Regions from separate parts of the Mus musculus genome. Here region 1 is linked to region 2. The links are chromatin contacts, called in public targeted proximity ligation maps. All regions are on one chromosome and are shown on one strand. The core of a region is the stretch at or near the end of the contact, and the rest is flanking DNA. Distances in the headings are between cores, read along the strand shown.

Region 1 (3,675 bases), core at 519-3,018, 170 kb after region 2:
ACTATGTAGCCTTGGCCTGGAACTCACAGAGATCCTCCTGCCTCTGCCTCCTGAGTGCTGGGATCAGTGGCATGCACCACCACACCCTACTATCTGTTTTTCTTAGGAGAGAAATGAGTACCTTGGCATTTGAGGAAGTTGTGAGTTGAACACCAGAGACTCTTGACATCTGAGGAAAGGGTGAACAGCACTACACGCCATTTCCATGGTTCAGGAGTGTTTTCACTGAGCACTGATATTGTATTTCTTCTTCTGGAACACCTTGGGGGATTAAAATAAACACAAAGCAAAAGGAGCTTGTCTGCCAGTGCCTTCCTCCAGCTGCTTTCAGCAAGCCATTGATGGGCAAATTCCACACAGCGGAAAGCAGGTTGTGCTGATGACAGCACAGCAAGGCTTATATATAGTCTTAATAGAGCTCAGAGCAGGGTCCATTGGTTTCTGATCCCAGGACTCAAGACAGGTTATAAAACTAGAAATAGGCCAGCCATGGTGGCACATACTTTTAATCCCAGCAGGCAAACAGATTTCTGTGAGTTCAAGGCTAGGATGATCTACATAGCAAGCCCCAAACCAGCCAGGGCTGGACTGTGAAACCCCAAACCAGCCAGGGCTGGACTGTGAAACCCCAAACCAGCCAGGGCTGGACTGTGAAACCTTGTCTCAAAACAAAACTGGCAACGATGATCGCTTTGGATGGGCATGGTAGGAGACCTAAAAAGGGTTTTACACAAATTGGCATTCAGTAGCAGAATTCACCTACTGACTTGCAAAACCTACTTTACGTTAAATTCTTTCTTTAAAAATTATGTATGCTGGATGCAGTGGCCCATGACTTTAATCCTAGCACAGGAAGTCATGAGGCAAGTGATCTCTGTGAGTTCAAGGACAATTGGATCTATGCAGAGTTCCAGTACAGAAGGGATACAAAGAGAGACCCTGACTCAAAAATAAAATACAAACATTATGTATGGGAATTTTGCCTACTCCAATACATATTATGTATGTACGTGCACTGGAGGCCTTAAGGCATGGAATCTCCTGGAACTGCTCTTTCAGATGGTCGTGAGCCACCGTGTGGATGCTGGGAATCAAGCGGGGTCATCTGCAAGAGCATCAGTGCTCTTAACTGCTGAGCCATCTCTCCAACCCTAATCTTTTAAAATTAAAAGCAAGTCTCACAGGCTTTCCATTTCGTCCCACGTGTCATGCCACGTGTAAAATTCCAAAGCCCTTTGTGAGACTGTTTCTGGACTTGAAAACAAAAGCGAGATCTTCTTGCAGGATTAAATCAGTGTATTGCCTTTCAGGTGAAATGCTTAGCCAGAAGCTGGCAGGTGCAGTGTGTGCAAAGCAAACCTCAGTAGCCAAGCCATGCCTGCGAGCAAGGACAAGGCTGGACCGCCTTAAGGAGTTGAATAGCCGATGGGAAGAAAGATCAGGAACCGGGTCAGAAGAGCCTCATAAAGTACCTCATGAGGCCTTCTAGAGCTGCCCTGTCCAGACCAGCCATCGTCCGAGTACATCTGCGCTCACCTGATCTGACCCCTCTTCTCCCCGGCTTCTGGGAAAAGCCCTAGACACAGACATAGCCTACAAGTCCCTGGATCGCTCACTTCCGTTAGATCGGCTCCAAATAGCTCTGCGTGGCCAAGGCGGGACCAAGTTGGAAGGCAGCTCCTGAAGCAGGCGTGGCCTAAACAAACCACGCCCACCGCACGCGGCCGCGCGTGCCAGCGACAGCCTATTGGTCCCGCTTTCGTGACGTCTTTCCGGGGCAGTCCGGGTGGGGTCCAGCGCGCACCAGTGAGCTGAGCTAACTGGGTTTCGCTGCGGTCCACGTCCCCGCGCGGGGCTGAATCGCTGAAGTGGCTGCGCTGCGGTGTGAGGGCCACGGGCCTGCCGCGTCCGGGTAAGTGACCCGCACTGCTGTCCAGGGAGCTGTCGTGAAGGCCCCATGAGCCGCTTGGGGATGGACAGCGAGGTGCGGGGCGGAGGAGGGATGAATGGGGACCCGGTGCGCTAGGCGGTGAGGAATGGAGATTCAAGGCGGAGGAGGGAGGAATGGGCCGAGCCCTTAGAGAAGCATGGATGCGCAGGAGGAGGAGGAGGAGGTGGGCTGACGGCGATCGCCAGTCGATGCTGGGCAGTTTGCGAGCACTCTACGGACATTCGAGAGTAGGCGAGTCTTGGATCAGGCTGTACCCTAGAAGGTGTTGGTCTCGGAAATAGTTGAGGCCTGCACCCCAAACTCTTCTACCTACCAATGAGGAAAATCCATCACATTTTTCCTTCCTCCTCATTTGTCTACTTGCCTGCCTCCCCTTGTGGCCGCTAGCTTGTGCGCTTAACGGTCTGGCTGGAGCTTAGAAGTCCAACTCTTAAAAACTTGTATTACTTACACCCCGACCCCTAGGAACCAGCTCTAAAATTTCAATAAGTCAACCAGCAAACTGTTTAAAATACAGGTTTTCCGTTTATAAATTAGACTCGCCTGTTGGACAGCAGAATATCAGAAATACTGGCTTAGCAAGCGTTTAGAACACAGACCTTTGGCATTTTGGTAGTGAGACCTGAACTTTCAGATACCTGGAGATAAGCGGTGCAGTTAAGATAATATTTAATGTTCTGGGATCGTGGGCTAATGTCTGCCACGTGGATACATCCTTTAGATCACAGGGCAATGTCTGTGTACATAATACGTCCAAGCAGGTGATGTGTCAGGATTAGGTAGGTGACTGTGGTTTGTCCTGTACTAGCTTTCCCAATTTCTGTTCTGTAATTGTGTAACTTCCCTAGCGTGGAGTAGAGACGGGGGCCCTGCTGATAGGGATTATTAATGGTCTTTGCTGAGTCTGGACTTCTTGAATTGAAATCTGTGTATGTCAGAGAAAAAGCTCACCAATTTGAGGTCTAGTGATGTGTATATAGCAATCCACACATCATAAAGGCATTAAAGGCAAGGCAAGATTGGGAGTGCAATCTGTCAAACAAACATTAGAGGAATTGGGCAGCATCTCAAGGGTTAGTTGTCACTTGGGGACTCACACAAGTCACCTGGCTGAACTTTAGTAGGAACAGCTCAGGAAATGCAGACTTAAAGTCTTATGTGTATAGACATTGCCCTGTGGTGGAAAGGGTGTGCCCGTGTGACACGATGGAATTGAGAACATGATACTGGCCTTCTTGTATGAGCTGGCAGAAGGTGTCCTGATGCTGATTCCCTGCAGATCCTGTGGGGACCAATTCCCAAAAAGAGACTCAACCCCAGTCTGTTTGTTCTAGTTTCTGAGTTAATACTTGGTTTTTTTGTTAGTGTTTTCTTTCCTCTATTTAATGTGTATGGGTGTTTTGTTTTGTTCTAAAGATTTATTTATTTATTATATGTAAGTTCACCGTAGCTGCCTTCAGACACTCCAGAAGAGGGTGTCAGATCTCATTACAGATGGTTGTGAGCCACCATGTGGTTGCTGGGATTTGAACTCAGGACCTTTGGAAGAGCAGTCAGTGCTCTTAACCACTGAGCCATCTCTCCAGCCCCTGGGTGTTTTTATGTACATATATGTCTGTGCACCACATGTGTGCAGTGCCCTTCCCATTCAGAAGAGGTTGTCGGGTCCTCGGGGAGTGGAGTTAACAGACTGTTATTAGACAGTGCAAGCCTGTAACCTCAGC
Region 2 (4,081 bases), core at 883-3,382:
GTTATAATCCACTCGAAATAATATGCCCAGTGTCCAGCAGGGCTATAATGGCCTTCCTACTGGCCTGGCCTTTTTCTAATCTCATAACTGTTTTGAAGTACTTATCTAAAATATAAATTATTTTAAACATAAAATTTAACACAGAGAAAAGGAAATTTTTTAGCATTTATTGTAAAACAATTGATTCTTTCATCACCACACCAGACAGTTCAGAACATGGAAATATGTACTTCCACAGTGAATGGTCTCCAAACTGTGCATGTCACTATCTCAACTCCAAAATGCAGGCACAGTAAACTCTCCTAGCAAGCATCACCTATTTTGCAGCAAGCTGAGTGGACACTGGTAAACTAGTTGGCCTTGGGCTGGTACCCTTTGAAGAAAAGTGAAGCTAGATACAAAATAACAGTTACAAAGTTCAATTACCCTCCCTCAGGTAAAATGCAGTTTTTTGAAAACTGTAACTATTCAGATGGGCAGAGCTCTGTGAATTTGAGGCCAGGTTGATCTACAGATCAAATTTCCAAATACAGGGGACCCTGCCTCAAAAAACAAAAACAAAAACAGGGATGGTAGCCTGAGACTATAATCAGCACTTAGAAAGCCAAGGCCAAAAGACTCTAAGCTTTAGGCTAGCCTGGGCTACACAGCAGGGGATCTTGTCTGAAAGACCAACACAAGCTAAGATTTGTAATAAAACTAGTCAGAATTAACAATAAAAATAAACCAAAAAATATTACAGGTGAGGAAGAAAATAGTTGAGACAGGATCTCATACAGCCCAGAGTAGCCTCCAAACTTACTATGTAGCCGAAGCTGACCTTTAACTGATCCTCAAGCCTCCGCCTGATAGTGTTAGGGTTACATAGGCATACACCATCACGGACCTAACAAAGTGTCTGCAGGACACATGAACATACTTAAAATCCACACTTTAGCTGAGTGACGCTTACTTATGGAACTCTAGGAAAGCTGGCCAGCAAGGGAAGGTATTTGGTGAGAGACCAAGGTACCCTTTTTTACCGACCCTAGGCTTCTTTTACAAATTAAACCAAGAAGTTTGAAAATGTTTTTTTCCCACAAAAGGACTAGATATTTAGAGCAAGCAAGCAAGTCATCAGGGAGTCACCTGACCCCGCAGATGATCTCTGCTGATCTTCTAGTGAAAACTGCCATCTACACAAGAGAGCCAACGGACCCATTTCCATCTCTTGAATAAACCTATTCACCTCAGATCCAGGCTTTAACTACAGATCCATTAAGACTGTTACACCAAGCCAGGCGTGGTAGCGCAAGCCTTTAATCCCAGCACTCGGGAGGAAGAGGCAGGTGGATTTCTGAGTTCAGTGAGAGGCCAGCCTGGTCTACAAAGTAAGTTCCAGGACAGCCAAAGCTATAGAGAAACCCTGTGTGTGGGTGGGGGGGCACACGGGACGGACGGACGGACGACTGTTAGACTAGTTTCATACACTACCAAGGTTGGCTGTGGACGGTAACCTAGGACAGAGCCCTTCATTTCACAGTGTGTCAGTGAAAGAACCTAGTGGGGAAACCCCCACTCAATTCCCGATTCGACGTGCACCCAAGAATCACGAACAGACGACCATCTTGATGTAAAAGCATGAGGTGGCTTAATGACGGAGCTCCGGGCCGACACGTATCTCCCGCAGGAGACAGGTGTTGACCACATGGTGGAGCCATAATGGCAGAGCTCCGGTTCAAATCGTATCTCACACAGGAGACAGTGGTTTCGACCCGTGGCTTGGAAGCTAGGGGTTTTTATAGAAAGGGGTGGGGCTGGGGGAGGAATTGGCACGGTTTTACATGATTGGTCCACTTAAACATCAACAGATTGTCAGAAGGGCAGGAGATAGGGAGGCACTAGGCCAGTCAGGACATGTAACAAGGGGCCTGCCCGGGCATGTCCTGGCCTGTTCTGCTATGTTCTCAGCCCCAGGTTTCAAAGCTCACAAACAACTCTTTGGGCTATTTGACATAAATTACATGAATCACATGTCTCAAGTTTTATTTCCTTTCATCAGCACTGACTGTCTGGGAGACATGGGACATCATCTACAGGAGATGTGAGAACCAAGGTCCTGCTCACACAACATCAGCCCATCCAAGGAACTTAAGCATGATTGACTGACAATCAGGTGCTTCCACCAAGTATCAAGAGTATCCTATCCTCTGTGTGGGCTAGTTTTATGTCAACTTGATACATAAAGTAGAGTTATCTGAAAGGAAGGAAACCTCCATAAGATCTGGCTGTAAGGCATTATCTGAATTAGTGGCTGATGGTTGGTTCCATCCCTGGGCTGGCAGTCTCGGGTTCTAAAAGAAAGCAGGCCAGTAAGCAGAACACTCCATGGCCATCAGATCCTACCTTCAGATTCCTGTCCTATTTGAGTTCTTGTCCTGACTTCCTTCCTTTGATTATCAACAGCAATACAAAGTTAAACAAACCCTTTTCTCCCAAAATTGCTTTTTGGTCATTGTGTTTCATCGCAGCAATAGGAATCTCTTCAGTGCCATTAAGTATTCACAGAGACCTGGATTCTATTGCCAGCTGTGGGGCTGCTGGAGCTTGCAGTCCTGAAACCTCATCTCAACACTTTTAAGCCTTAGCAGCTTATCACATTAACTGATTGTGGAAAGTGAGCAGCTGGAATGTACTTCAAAAGAAGCCACCATTTTATCAATACCCCAACAATGCTCCACTTGGAAGCTTAGAGCACTTGCTCTCAAACCTTTATGGGCAAGGAGTCACCTAGAGGTTTTGTAAAATGCAGTCTGATTTCTGACTCAGGAAAGAACAGCTCCGGCATGAGACTCTGTATTATCTACCTGATGCCATAAGTCTGGGATAGTGCCCATCAACTGTTATTCAAAGGGACAACTAAGAATCAATTTAGCCTTTATTTTTATTATCATATTTGAATACAGTAACATAAAAAGCATACTAACGCAAGGGACTGTGTTTACATGGGAGCTACACACCATATGATTGTCCAAAGAGAAGAACAATTACACCAAATGCTAAATTTAAAACACATACTACCAGAAGCTCCAAGTTTCTCTGAAAAGAAAACTGCTGCTGATTGCCCTGTGAATGAACTGTGAACTGCAGGAATAACAAGAACCACATCATCTCTCTGAAGAGCTCTGCTTCGGCTGAGCACTTCTTTCTTTCTGCAGGAAGAAGTGGGGTTCGGCCAAACTCTCAGTCCATACCCTGCCCTGTGTGACAGTTATACCCAAGACTGTCTGGACACAAAACAAAAACGTTGTCTCCAAAAACAACTCAAGATGGTGACGAGTTCAAGAAGTTAAGGCAAGCATTAAAGGAAGCCCTGAGCACAGGGTTCTATGAGACTGCACAGCAACATGCCAGCCCAGTCAAATCTGTCTACATCATTTCAGAATGAGCCCCACTGCAGTCCAAGGGGACCACCAGAGCATATCCACCAGGCTTGCAGTAACACTGCTAGAACAACTCCCACTGCAGCGGCTGCAGTCACCTCAACACCTGGAGCACAACAAACAAATTATACAAAAATAGAAACAGCTGCTTCTGCCCAAGTAACACATAGGAAAAGCCTCAAAAAAGAAAACTTTTACCATTGTTTTAAAGAGTGTTATGAAGAGAATATTTTAAAACTCCCATTATACCTACTTTTCGTGTTTTCTAAACCATGGACACACATACTTCCCCAACTCAAACTCATCCCTATGTATCCAAAGTCTCCTTTCACTCCTAGCCTCTGAGTGATACAAACACCATGTAAGCCATATCTAAGTGTAAAGTCTTTAGTAGCCACATCAGAAAGGTTTAAGAGGAGTCTAGGAGGACAGTTCAGTAAGTAAAGTTTGCTTGTTATATAAGCATGGAGATCTGAATTGAATCCATAGAATCCTGTTGAAGTTTGGTCTTTCACCATCTATTGTAATACTAAGTATGGAGACAACCCCCCCCCCCCCCCAAGACCTTGTTGTCCCAGAGAGAGTATGAACATACACCTTGGTCTAAAGTTACTTCTGATTGGTAAATAAAGATGCCAAGAGCCAATAGCTGGGCAGAA

The links.
Region 1: a contact with region 2 is called in a targeted proximity ligation map of embryonic stem cells, with 8 read pairs. A contact is called at or near these places in 5 of 39 promoter capture datasets (the 3T3-L1 cell line, embryonic stem cells, liver and 1 more), 1 of 484 Hi-C or Micro-C datasets (muscle stem cells), 2 of 130 datasets of targeted methods (both in embryonic stem cells) and 2 of 9 other capture datasets (adipose tissue and pancreatic islet).

What each region holds. Positions count from the first base shown.
Region 1 is chr19:3,706,525-3,710,199 of GRCm38.p6, forward strand. 1810055G02Rik (RIKEN cDNA 1810055G02 gene) reads left to right here and starts at 1,769. Exons shown (of 4, transcript NM_028077.3): 1 at 1,769-1,912. It overlaps Gm36608 (predicted gene, 36608), which reads right to left and starts at 1,644. Exons shown (of 3, transcript NR_167751.1): 1 at 1,537-1,644; 2 at 122-261.
Region 2 is chr19:3,531,674-3,535,754 of GRCm38.p6, forward strand. All of the region lies in intron 2 of Ppp6r3 (protein phosphatase 6, regulatory subunit 3), which reads right to left. Among named protein-coding and RNA genes, the nearest start is that of Ppp6r3, 42 kb to the right of the region's middle.